3 separate regions of the Mus musculus genome follow, and regions 2 and 3 are each linked to region 1. Evidence: chromatin contacts called from public HiChIP or PLAC-seq data. All regions are on one chromosome and are shown on one strand. Each heading gives the region's core, a stretch centred on a gene start, on an enhancer-like site or on the middle of the called end of the contact. The rest is flanking DNA. Distances are from core to core; before and after follow the strand shown.

What was found. HiChIP or PLAC-seq counts read pairs in DNA pulled down with a chosen protein or histone mark.
Region 2: a contact with region 1 is called in an H3K27ac HiChIP or PLAC-seq map of microglia, with 4 times the contacts expected there. The contact joins the promoter of Nckap5l here to the promoter of Larp4 in region 1. A contact is called at or near these places in 1 of 39 promoter capture datasets (the SN4741 cell line), 3 of 115 datasets of contacts at active chromatin or transcription factors (extraembryonic endoderm stem cells, microglia and stem cell-derived neural progenitor cells) and 1 of 9 other capture datasets (adipose tissue).
Region 3: an H3K4me3 HiChIP or PLAC-seq map of stem cell-derived neural progenitor cells shows a contact between it and region 1, with 6 times the contacts expected there. The contact joins the promoter of Csrnp2 here to the promoter of Larp4 in region 1. A contact is called at or near these places in 5 of 39 promoter capture datasets (the HPC-7 cell line, cranial neural crest, hematopoietic stem and progenitor cells and 2 more), 9 of 115 datasets of contacts at active chromatin or transcription factors (astrocytes, bone marrow-derived macrophages, cardiomyocytes and 5 more) and 1 of 9 other capture datasets (liver).

What each region holds. Positions count from the first base shown.
Region 1 is chr15:99,971,345-99,975,596 of GRCm38.p6, reverse strand. It overlaps Larp4 (La ribonucleoprotein domain family, member 4), which reads right to left and starts at 2,817. Exons shown (of 16, transcript NM_001024526.2): 1 at 2,614-2,817. The coding sequence starts at 2,631. 2310068J16Rik (RIKEN cDNA 2310068J16 gene) reads left to right here and starts at 2,310. Exons shown (of 1, transcript NR_028124.1): 1 at 2,310-3,430.
Region 2 is chr15:99,456,473-99,460,533 of GRCm38.p6, reverse strand. It overlaps Nckap5l (NCK-associated protein 5-like), which reads left to right and starts at 2,786. Exons shown (of 13, transcript NM_001001884.1): 1 at 2,786-2,902.
Region 3 is chr15:100,493,785-100,497,981 of GRCm38.p6, reverse strand. Csrnp2 (cysteine-serine-rich nuclear protein 2) reads left to right here and starts at 2,743. Exons shown (of 5, transcript NM_153407.2): 1 at 2,743-2,948. It also overlaps a transcript of Tfcp2 not described here.

The sequences.
Region 1 (4,252 bases), core at 1,568-4,067:
TTACTTATCTATGTGAATGTCCTTAAAAACACCAAAGAAGGACCTGCAATGCTTTGTAGGTAAAGGCACTTGCTGGTAGGCTAGACATCCTGAGTTTGAACCCTCAGGACAGAACCTAGAAAAGCTGTCCTGACCTCTGTAATATACAAGCATCACCCTCAACAAAAACCTGTACTATAAATTAAAAGAAACTTTAATGTGAATGTCAGTTGTCCAGCACTTGGTACTCTTAAGAACTGCCTATAGGGCTGGAGAGATGACTCAGAGGTTAAGAGCACTGACTACTCTTCCAAGGGTCCTGAGTTCAAATCCCAGTAAGGCAGGGGGATTTCTGAGTTTGAGGCCAGCCTGGTCTACAAAAGTGAGTTCCAGGACAGCCAGGGCTATACAAAGAAACCCTGTCTCAAAAAACAAAAAACAAAAAAAGAAAGAAGCAAGAAATGTGTAAGATCACAAAGTAAATCAATTACCATTATCAAAATATTGTAAAATTGTTGATATGTTAGACAAATCAGGGTTTTTTGTTTTGGTTGGTTTTTCAAGACATGGTTTCTCTGTGTAGCCCTGGCTGTCCTGGAATTGGATCTGTTCACCAGGATGGCCTAACCAACCTGCCTCTGCCTCCCAAGTGCTGGAATTAAAGATGTGTACCACCCCCCCCCCTGAATTCTAACTGGTTTTAATATATTTCAAAACATTAATTTTCAATAAACTACATATGAGAAAATGATGAACTGAGTGACTAATGAGCATATTAACTAAATTTACATAGTAGTTTGGTGGAAAATACAATAATAATTCATTAGCAGAGCCAGGAGTAGAGGTGCACTCTGGGAGGTAAAGGCATATACTATGTCTAAACTTGGAAATATGCCTTTTATCCCAGGGCTCAGGAAGCAGAGGCAGTCAGATCTCTGGGTTTGAGGCCAGTCTGGTCTAAAGAGGAGTGCCAGGTAAGCCAGGGCTACAAAGAAAAAACCCTGTCTCCGGGGGTGGGGTGAACAATATTTGCACGGCATGGTAATTCCTAAAAAGGAAACTAAGCCCTGCTTACAATAAAACCTGATTTCTTGTCCTTTTCAAAACCAAGGTGAACTTAAATTAATAACAACAAAATAAACAGAAAGATTGAGTCCACTGTTCGAAATTTTTAGTGGACTGTTTCAAATATCCAAATGAATACATACTACTGACCTTCAGCATACATTAATTAAGCGTCTTTAACGCCTAATTTTTAGGATCCCAAACTTATCAACTGAAAGGTAGATCAGTAATGAGGGAAAATGAGTATAGAAGATATAAGCAGTTATTTGCTTAATATACAATACACGTGTTTGTGTGAAAATGTCCTTATGTAACACAATACCAAGTACAACGAATATACACAATGAAAAATAAGAATTGCTTATTTACTTTATGCCAGACTACCCTAAGATTCTCCCACCACCACTCTGAACACTCTTTGCCCCTAAGTTAGCCCCATCTTCCAAGTCCATTATACAACCTGTGATTCCGTCTCTCATGAAAAGATTCTTTTTATGGGCATAGTTAACAAATGCCAAGTTGCAAAGTTGCAGCTTTGCTGGATTGACGTTTTCACAATGTAAGAACAATATGATCTGGAATCTACTCAAAGCATTTGCCAGGCAGTCAGCTGATGCTCACTCAACACAACCGGGCAGAAACGAGAGAAATTAAACTTCATTATTTGTCTAAGACAGGTAATCACTACCTTGAAATCTCAAACAGGCGGACGGTAGACGGTCCAATAGAAACGGTATTTCCACCGATCCAACACCACCACAAAACCCCGGCTTCACCTAAGTTTCTCTCCTCCTTTGCAATTTTCCTTGTAACTGGCCCCGAACAGGTTCGCGGAATCAACCCGCACCACGCAGCCGCAGCCCGAGTAACTTTTACAAAAGGTCAGAGCGGTGCCTTTCAAGGCTTCCGACCCCTGTGGGGCTTCGCCGTTCGCACCAGCTCGCTTTCTCCCCCCGCACCCCCCTCGAACGTTCCAGAGCCGGCGGACGCAACCCAACAAAATTTTGGTGCAGCTTGGGGGGTCCGGAGGTGGGGGGAGCGGGCGAGCTTTCTACTCTCTTAAAAAAAAAAAAAAACAACAACAACACGCCCCTCCCCAGTTAGCGAGACAAAACCCCACCGCGCCCGCAGTTCCCCTTCTCCCGCGCTCCCACATGTTGCTCGCTCCGTCCCAGGCGGCCCCGCGAGGCCTCGCTCACCCCCAGCGCGCCCACCTGATCGCCCTTTCTCCGCAGGCTCCGCCCCCGCCGCCCGCCCGCCCGCTCGCCTCCTTCAGGAGCTCCATATGGGACACCCTCGGCTCCCTCGGCTCCTCACGCCACCTCAGCCCAGCCCCCGACGCGCCGCCTTCCCTTTCCCTGCCGCCGGGGGCCTCGACCCACACAGGCTCCTCGGGCCTGCGGAGGGCACAGCGGGGCTGCACGGCCTGCACGGCCCAGGTGCTGTGTCAGCCTCTCGTCGGGCTCCGCGGCGTGGACGGCCTGGAAAGTCACATGGCGGTGGGACCGGCCCGCGCCCCGAACACTCCGGCTCTTCTCAGAGCCCGACCGGGCGACCCGAGCCACTCACCTCAACGAAGAGCAACATGTCTGCTTCCGCTCGGCCCGATCGTTCACGCTGCCGCGACTCCAACTGGCTCCCAGGCCCGGGCCCCGGTCGGTAGGATAAGGACACTCGCCTTGCCCCTCCACCCGGCAGTGGACCCGGCTCCTCCCCCGCCGTCAGCCGCTGCGCCCTGACCCGCCCAGTCCCTCCTCCCGGGAAGCAACAACTGTTTCCGGTTCTGGAGGAAAACTGCTTCCGGGGGCGGAGGGCCTGCCCGCCCCTGTGCGTGCTTCGCTCCGGCAGGCTCGTCTGTGGCGGCGAAGGCGAAAGTGTGTGGTACGTGTCGCGTGTGGGTCGACGCCCGGGAGGCCGCGCCGGGCTGTGCAAAACGCTCACTAAAGCATTTGTACTTTCTACCAAAAAGCTGACACCGCACTGCTAACCCTTGCGCAGATTCGTGGTTAAAAACCTAGGTCCGATTAAAAAGCGACCGAGTGCACCCGCCCCTGCTGATGACGTACTGGCTCCTCCCGCCCCTCATTAGAAAAAAAAAAAAAAAAGCTGAAGAGGGAGCTAAGATACTCTTCAGCTACTCAGTGCTTGTACTTTACTAAGCATTTTGCATAAGTTAATCTTAAGACCCTATGAATGTATTGTTGGAGGAGTGCTGGAACAGTCAGATTCCTTTCGCTACAACTTTGATAAAACTTTAGCCCAAGCCCCTCGGAATCAGGTCTCATTAACATAATGATGCTCCGCTGTGATGCTTAATGCTCTACTAAAAATAATTAGCCTAGATCTCTTCTTTATTATGTTTTCATAGTCAAATAAAATAGTATACAAATATTTAATTATTTTTACTAGAGTTATTCTTCCTCTACCAGTCTCTATTGCTCCAGTTTCAAACACTTTTTTTTTTTTTAATTTAAAAAAACATGAGCCGGGCGTGGTGGCACACGCCTTTAATCCCAGTACTTGGGAGGCAGAGGCAAGCGGATTTCTGAATTCAAGGCCAGCATGGTCTACAGAGGGAGTTCCAGGACAGCCAGGGCTACACAGAGAAACTCTGTCTCAAAAAAAACAAAAAAATAAAAAATTTACATATATATATTTGTGTGTGTGTGTGTTTCCGTTTTTTTGAGACAGGGTTTCTGTGTAGACTAGGTTGTTCCCGGAACTCACTTTGTAGACCAGGCTGGCTTGAACTCACAGAGATCTACCTATCTGCCACCTGAATGCTGGAACAACACCTTAAAGTGATGTTTTCATTTCATCAACTCTTGCTTGTTTTCTTGTTTTTTTTTTTTTTTTTTTTCCCCACTTTGAGACAGGGTTTCTCTGTGTAGATCTTGGCTGTCCTAGAACTCACTTTGTGGACCTGGCTGGCCTAGAACTCAGAAATCCGCCTGCCTGTGCACCCCCACCCCCACCCCCACCGAGTGCTGAGATTAAAGGTGTGTGCCACCATGCCCAGCCCTCTTTATCTTTCTTAAAAATTTATTTTCATTCTATACATATGGCTCTTTGCCTGCAGGCATGTATATGCTCCCTCCTGCATGCCTGGGAACTGAACCTGAGTCCTCAACAAAAGCAACCAGTGCTCTTAACAAAAAAGGTTAGACCATCTCTGCAGGCCTAACCTTTCAATTCTTTCCTTTCTGTT
Region 2 (4,061 bases), core at 1,537-4,036, 520 kb after region 1:
TTCTAAACTTGGCCATCTTCTCAGCCAGCACGGCAGCAAAGTGATTCAACGCCAACCTCTGAAGAGGGAAGACACCCAGCGCTAAATGGTCAACCACACAGCATTAAAGCAGAGAATGTGGGAAGGCAGCTGAGTACCCTGATGCCATTGCAGAGGACCAGGGTTAAGTCTCAGCACTCACAAGGTGGCTCACAATCACCCATTATTCAGTTCCGGGAGATCTGAATTCAAATGCCACTGTGAGTAGTGAGGGCGTGGCTTTCTAGGGTCATCATCACTATATACGCAGTTATGCCACACCATCACACGGGTGTGTAAACAGCAGTCTACAGCCCCAGCCCCCAAGAAGTCTTAGCTCATCTTATTACAAACAAGGGAAGGATGTCATTAGTGATGCAGACTAAGAATGGAGAATAATCAATCTTGGGGCTTCAGACTTTTAATAAATTGATTAGTAAAACCGAGTCAAAACGTAGCAAGCCTCACCCAAGAAAATAACCGTGGAGCGCTGCTACAGCTTCACAGCTGAAGCCTGAAGCCTATCAAAATAGCAAGTGCTCCAGGGCCAGCCAGGAGGGCAAGGCCATGGACAAATGCTCTGTCTGTGCCTACTAAATAAGGGTGAGCACATGAAAGAGACAAAACAAAACATAAAACAAACACTCTAAGCCGGGCAATGGCGCGCACCTTCAATCCCAGCACTCAGGAGAGAGGCAAAGGCAGGTAGATCTCTGAGTTCGAGGCCAGCATGGTCTAGAGAGAATTCCAGTACACTCAGTCTCGATCAACCAACCAACCAAACAAACAAACAAAACAAAACAAAACAAAAACCCAACCAATCTAGATGTCATTTGCTTCCAAAAATTCAGTCACCTGCAAAACATTTAAAATAGTTAGAAATACCTGACGGACTTAAGATTTCCATCCCAAGACGCAAGAACCGCAGATACATCATTTGTGTTGGGCTTCAAAACCCTTTGAGGGGAGATTGTGTCTAATTATTGTTATCCCCCCGGGGTCAGCACATTAATCCCTATTCCGTAAATACGGGATGACTGGCCAAGGATTAATCAGTCCTGTAGTGTCCAAAGGCACCCTCAAAGAACATCAAGAAACAAGATGAAGAGGGAGTGGAAGGCTGTGGATTTGGCTCGGCACCAGAGTGCATGCTTGGTGTGTGCATGCATGCTCTAGGCCTGGTGGCACACCTGCGGTCCTGACACCCAGTACATGACACCTGTGTCCTGACACTGGGGGGCAGAGCGTTGGAAGTCTGCCTGAATTGCACAGCGAGACCGGAGGTGGTGGTGGTGGTGGTGGTTGTTGTTGTTGTTGTTGTTGTTGTTGTTGTTGTTGTTGTTCTTCTTCTTCTTCTTCTTCTTCTGTTGTTGTTGTTTAATCCAAAATGACTCCCTTATATAAATGCTCATTCTGTTTTCCAGATAAAACCTCTTGCATTGCCCCCCCCCCCCTACAAAAGAGGATTTGCTTGCTATCCCACTCTGGTAATTAGCTTCTTGCCAATCACTTGTCTTTATTCCTGCCTGGGTCCTACTCAAGTTCTCCATCTTTAGACTCCCACTCTAAAATGCCTTCTTCAGAGAGGACCCCTTAAATGCATCCCAGCCAACCTGACCACCCTACATTCTTGTAGGGCACCCGTTCTTTTACTGGACTAATTTTGCTTTAAGTCTCATTTGTACACCTAAGAGAGAAGCAATATTAATAAAATATACAAAGTGTCCAAAGATACCTCTGAATTCCCCTGTGTGCGCATCCAGGCCAGTTAATACAGTGCATATAGCTGAGGATTATAAGGTATCCACCGAAGGGCAAGGAAGTGTTTAAGGACCAAAATGGAGACAGAAGCTATAGGATCATGACAAGTTCAAGGTCAGCCAGGCCTATATCATGAGTTCCTGGCTAGCCAGAGTTAGAGATCCTGTCTCAACCAATCAGTAACAACAAACAGACCAAGGACAACCGTACTGAGCTCTTAAGTTGCAAAGGCCTGCAAGAGTTAGCTTGTTTCCTCCCGGTTAGTGAAGTGACTGGACTGTACTTTCTTCTTCCCTGACAGAAAGTAGCTAAAAACCAACCACAGTCTCTTTTTTCTGCACTACAGATCTACCTGCCTCTGCCTCACAAGTGCGAGGATTTCTCATGAGCAACCACGCCTGGGTCTGCCTTGCTTCTTAAACCAGCACTGCTTTCTACACATGTGCCTGTTCCTCGCTTCCAGTTTCCAGATTTCTGGGAGGTCCCCGACCTAGAGATGGAAAAGAGAGGCGGGTGCATTTCAGGCCAAGGAGACACTCAAGCCTCTTCCTGTAGATTTGCACCTAACACGTATGCAGCAAATTACAAACACGCTCTCAACCACATACACGTGCACGCCCAGACCCACGGAAGCAGACGCGCATGCCCGTGGGCCCGCGCAAACCTACTTAGTTTTCTCTGTTCTAAATGCCCCGGCTCCAGTCCCACTCGGCCGGGCCTGGCATCCCGATCCCCAGCACCAGGAGCACCGGGAGCACCGCGAAGGCTTTGCAGGTCAGCTCCGGCCTGAGGAAGAGTGTTTCTCCGCAGGGGGGAGGGGAGGGGAGGCCCTGCCCACTCGGGCGGAAGCGGCGCGCGCCGGCCGGGCAGACTTAGCTCTCGTCCTGGGAACATCTGGATAGAGCTGGGAGGGGCAGGCACCCAGGCTGAGCGTGGATTGGCTGAGCGGGAGGAGGGAGGCGGGGTCTGGGCGAGGGGCGGGGCTCATTGGCCCCTTTAAAGCCTTGACATCAAGAGGTGGCTCCGGTACCCCCCTTTTCCTGCACCCCCCTCGCCCTCCCGCCCCCGAGATGCGGCCATGGACCCTGTGGACCAAGCCAGTCGAGCTCAGCACCTGATTTCGGTAAGTTCAGGCCTGTTTGGCATTTAACGGGCTGAGAGGTGGGGGGCCGCACGCCCCGGGTGGGGGCCGCGGAGTGTGGAGTGAAAGGCTCTCGTGGCAGCTTTGGCTGGAAGGGGCAGCGAGCGAGGCTTCCGGCCCACACCTCGACGCCTGCCGGTCCCTCGCGCTGCACTCTCCCAGGAGGGGTCCTGTTGTGACTTTGTCCACCCCCCCACCCCACCCCCTCCCGCCCCCTGCGCCATCCTCGCGCACACTCGGTGGCCCCGGAAGGGAAACTTTCGGGAGTGGGGGGATGTTCCGGTGGCGGGTGTCCCTCCCTCTTTGAAAGCACTGACCTTGCCCCCACTGCGCATCCCACCCTCCCCGTATCCCACGGTCCCGGTAGCGTTTAGCGGTGCTGGGTTGCGGAGGGAGGGGGCTCTCCCCAAAGCGCAGGCGCAGACTGCAGCCCGGGGCACCCCTTCGCACTCCTTCCAGTCCCTGTGGCCCGGGGCTGTAGGGCGTGGGGGAGGCGGGGAAAGGCGGAGTGACCGGGTCTTGGGAACCACCCTGCTGAGGCTCTGAGGGGCTGTGGGAAGAAGGGAACCCGACAACCTGCATGCTGAATAGAGGCTGAGCGAAGGAGATGGGTTGGGCTGGAGTAAGGGACAGGGCAGCCCCGACTGAAAAGGTTTCTGGGTTTGGGCTGGGGTGCTGAAAAGAATGCAGAGAATTTATTTGTGCCTGACATTCCCTTGGTTTAGCAGGCCCAGGAGAGCGGCAGTTGGGACCCCAACTCCCTCTTTTTATATCCTGGGCGGAAGGCCCCTCTTGTCTCTCTAGCCTTGGCGCTGTCCCAAGGGCACAGAAGGCCTTCATCTCCTAAGCCTGGTTTTCCAGAGGGCTCACATGAACCCACCCAGCCTGCCCAACAGCTGCTTTTTAAAGACCGCCTTCCTCAGGAGCTGGAGGTTTTAGGCTTGAAGGCTTCCTTAGGTTTGGAGGCAATCTTTGATTTCCCTCTCCGCCAACTCTCCCGTTCTCCAGTGGGCCCTCCTGCTTAAACACAATTGTCAGCCAGAGGAAGTGGTTGGAGACAGAGGCCGGCAATCAGGACTGGTTTGAGGAACCATGGGGAAGGAGTCTCTCACTATTGTGTGCTCAGGCCTCTGAGGGGAAG
Region 3 (4,197 bases), core at 1,494-3,993, 520 kb before region 1:
TTACATATAGGAAGCTGGCAAAAGGCTGCTGAGAGGGCAATACCGCTATCCTGACAGCACTTAGCTCTCTGGCCTCACAGCAACTGACAATTAAAAATACCTGGGACACACCTACAAGTCATTTGACACGTGGGGGAAAGTCATCCCAACATGCAATGTCCCAGCAAACCATAACATAAAGTTCCTTAAAAACAGCTTTAAGCCGGGCAGTGGTGGCACATGCCTGTAATCCCAGCACTTGGGAGGTAGAGGCAGGCGTATTTCTGAGTTCGAGGCCAGCCTGGTCTACAAAGTGAGTTCCAGGACAGCCAGGGCTACACAGAGAAACCCTGTCTCGAAAAAAACAAAAAAACAAAAAACAAAAACAAAAAACAAAAACAAAAAAACCCAGCTTTAAGAAATGTGTTTTTTAAAAAGAGAATGTTTGCCCACATCAATGATTAAGAAGCCATTTAGCGGGACATGGTGGCACACAACTCTCCCCTTGCAATGCAAACATGTCACTCACTGCTAGGTGCTAACCAAGCTTTCTTTAAATGTACCTGACCTTTTGTTTGTTTGTTTATTTTGGGTCTCACTGTGTAGCTGTGGCTGGCTTCGAACTCACTGTGTAGACCAGATTGGTTTCCAATTGTCTGCCTCTGCAGGGATTAAAGGTATTGGCACCACTCCCAGCTAAGAGGTTTTGGGTTGTTTGCTTGGTGATGTTTTATTGAGACTGGGTTTTTCTGTGTAACCTTGGCTGTCCTGGAGCTCACTCTGTAGACCAGGCTGGCCTTGAACTCACCAAGATCCACCTGCCTCTGCCTCACAAGTGCTGCAATTAAAAGCATGACACCACACCAGGCTGGGTTGTTTGTTTTAAGATTTATTTTTCATTATTTTTGATTATGTGCATGTGTGTGTGTGTATGTGTGCACATGAGTGCCAGTGCCTGCCCAGACCAGAAGCAGGGATCCCCTGGAAGTGGAGTCACAGATGACTGTAAGCCACCATGTGGGTGCTCAGGAAGACAGGCTTCTTTAGAGTCAAGCATACATGGGTGCAAAGCGGGGTGACCTTCAGGCAGTGCAGCCTAAGGACCCCCGGGTTTCGTCGCGTCTCCTCTGAGCTTCAGCAGATAGATGATCGGTGCACGAAATCCTAAAGACACTTTTTCATGGTCTGCTGTTTCTCCCTTTGTGGTGTTGTCTCTGTTGTCACATAATGAAGAAAACTGGAATTCATAGCACTTTTTCAAAGCCGCTCAGTGTCTCAGCTCCAAAGGTGAGAGAACATTGTAGCCAGTCGCGCTGGCTTTATATTTTCCTGGTCATATGCAAAAATGTACTGGGATTTAGAACTTATGGCGCTTTTTTCATGAAAAGATTTGAATAGCACACACACACACACACACACACACACACACACCCTACATAAAGTTTAATCCTGTCGTGCATCCACCTAGCCAATAAATACTCACTGTGCTCCTAAATGTCAAATAACCAGATTTTAAAAACCTGGTATTGAGAATACAATAAATAAACAACTCTTCAATTCAAGTTCCATGGAATCCAGTCAAGACAGAAGACTAAAAAACAACAAATACAAGTGGTAGTGATGCCAAGGAAATAAAGAGACCAAAAGAAGCAGTTATTTCAAATCATGGCTCTCATTCCAGTACTTAAGAAGCTAAAGCAGGCTTTTAAAATGGGAGGCAGGCAGATCTTGGGGTTCAAGGCCAGCCTGGTCTACAGAGGGAGTTCCAGGACAGCCAACGCCACAGAGAAACCCTGTCTCAAATAAACAAATTCAAAACCATCTTGAGCTAAAAAGACCCTGTTCAAAACCAAACGGTGTGTGTGTGTGTGTGTGTGTGTGTGTGTGTGTATGTGTGTGTGTGTGTAATGTATTACCTCTCTAATATGAAGACCTGAATAGTTACTAACTGAACCAACGTATGGCTGGTTGGCATAAGATTGTAAAGGTAAGCCGGGCGTGGTGGCACACGCCTTTAATCCCAGCACTTGGGAGGCAGAGGCAGGCAGATTTCTGAGTTTGAGGCCAGCCTTGTCTACAAAGTGAGTTCCAGGACAGCCAGAGCTATAACTTTTTGGTCCATATTTTGCCCACTTTAAAGATGAACTGCAAAACTGTGATTATCAGAGACAATAATTAAAAAAAGAAAAGAAAAGAAAAATTTAAGAATGTGAAGAAATCAGCCCGTATAGTGGCGCACGCCGTTATCCAGCATTCAGGACGCAGAGGCAGGTGGATCTCTTCAGTTCGAGGCCAGCCTGGAATAGTGTGAGTTCCAGGGCAGCCAGAGCCATGTAGAGAGACCCCGTTTGGGGTGGGAAAAATGTTGAAATCGATCCATCATATAAATAGATAGGTCATTGCTCATAATTTCTCTTATAAATTAGGCCAGCTGCAGCAAGTCATATGGGACAACCCCGTGAGAATCACGTTCCCCAGGCATGGGGTGAGGTTCTGGTGCGAGGAAGTGTAGCCGAGGATCCGCAGCCTCCCGCTTCAAGGCGGGCAACTGCCCTACAGGCGCTCTCCGGGGTCCGCCGCGAATGTTCCAGGGTGGGCGAGGGCTTTTGGGCACTGGCCGCCTCCAACTCCCGGCATGCCTTGGGTGTGGGCCAAGTGTAGACTCCATTTCCCAGGCTGCCCCGGGCCTCGGCCGCGACGCGCCGGCGCCTATAAGAGGCAGAGCGCTGCAGCCGGAGCCTATTGTTAGCCGGAGCCGGGACGGTTCTGGTCTTCGCTGCCCGGGGAGCCAGAGTGCAGAGCCGCCCGACCCCCGCCGCCTGCCGGCCGGCCCACACACCCTGCAGCCCCGAGAGCCACGCGACGGGCCTGGGAGCCGGCACGCCTCGGTCTCCCCTCCTTGCACACGGGCTGAGTAGGCAGCGGGGGCGGCGGAGACCGTGACGGGAGAAGCGGCTGCGGCGGGGCCGGTAATGGGCCTGGGGTGCGGGGAGGAGGGGTCCGCCTCGTCCTTGCCTGGCAGCAGTTCTCGGGCAGCCGTGGAGCAGCGCTCCGGCGCCGAGCTGTGCGGACTAAGGAGGCGGGGGGCGGGGAGCCGAGGCGCCTCTGGGAAGAGGCGTGAGAGCTAGGGGCGCCGGGGACGCGGGTCGGGCTGCAGGCTAGCTCGAGGGATGGATGGGCGGCTTGGAAGCCGGCTGGATTGCGGCTGACGGCTGAGTTCGGAATGGAGTGGGCAGTGATGTAGGATGGAGGGAAGTGAAGGAAGGGGAGGGGGCCTGGAGGAAAATGTGGGAGGAGTGGTTGGGAATTTGTGAGTAGCAGGCAGGAGGATGTGGAAGGCTGTGGGGACTGCAGAAGATGGAAATGAGCGGGAAGGTTAGCGGGAATCCATGGGTTGAGAGCGGAAGGGTTCTTCAGCGGTGCTGAGGGGAACTGGTGACTTGGCATGTCCCTTCTGCTCTGATTCCCGATGTCTCCCATTTTTTCTGGCGTTGTGTGCAAAAATGAGAGCATCACTTGTCCCGGGTGCTAGCTTGATCCTTTTCGCAGGCCTAAACACGCAGCCGCCTGCCATCCATCCTTTGAGTGCTATGGTCTTGATTCACCCTTTTAGAAGGGTTGAGAGTGACAGTGTGACACAGAAACCATTCTTCAGTATGAAAGGTTAGAAGTTATCCCCAAGAGATGACACTGTTCCCCGTGTCCTCCAGTTTTCGTGGTTAGAACCCCAGCCGATTCACATTCTCCTTTTCTTTGGTGGCTTTAAATTTTACAGATATCCAAAACCAGGGTGTTGGTGTGTGGGAGAGTTATAAATGGCGATATCCTTCCGAGGAGAGTTAATGCGGCATCATGTTCCAGGTCTCTCACAAAGCTCTGTGTCTTCTAGGATGTGGCTTTAATGTAGGAAGCCGAATTCTAACCTAAACGGGGACAACCTGGGGAGTAGAGGAGGGAAGGGGCCTTCTTTAAATACCTAGCTTAAGGAGGAGGTTTACACCGAGTGTCTTCCCACTTCCACGATCTTGGGGATCGCAAGGACACGTAGAGCCATAAGATAGTATTTGCGAATCACCCACAGTATCTTAGAAAGGGGGAACAAGGTAGGGCATCGTACTCAAGTGTTACAGTGTTGCGGTATAACAGGAGCCTCGCTGCCCCAGAGTGTCTGGTAGTCTTCACAGTCCTATAAGAGGTTCCTTGACCTTTGGCAGAATA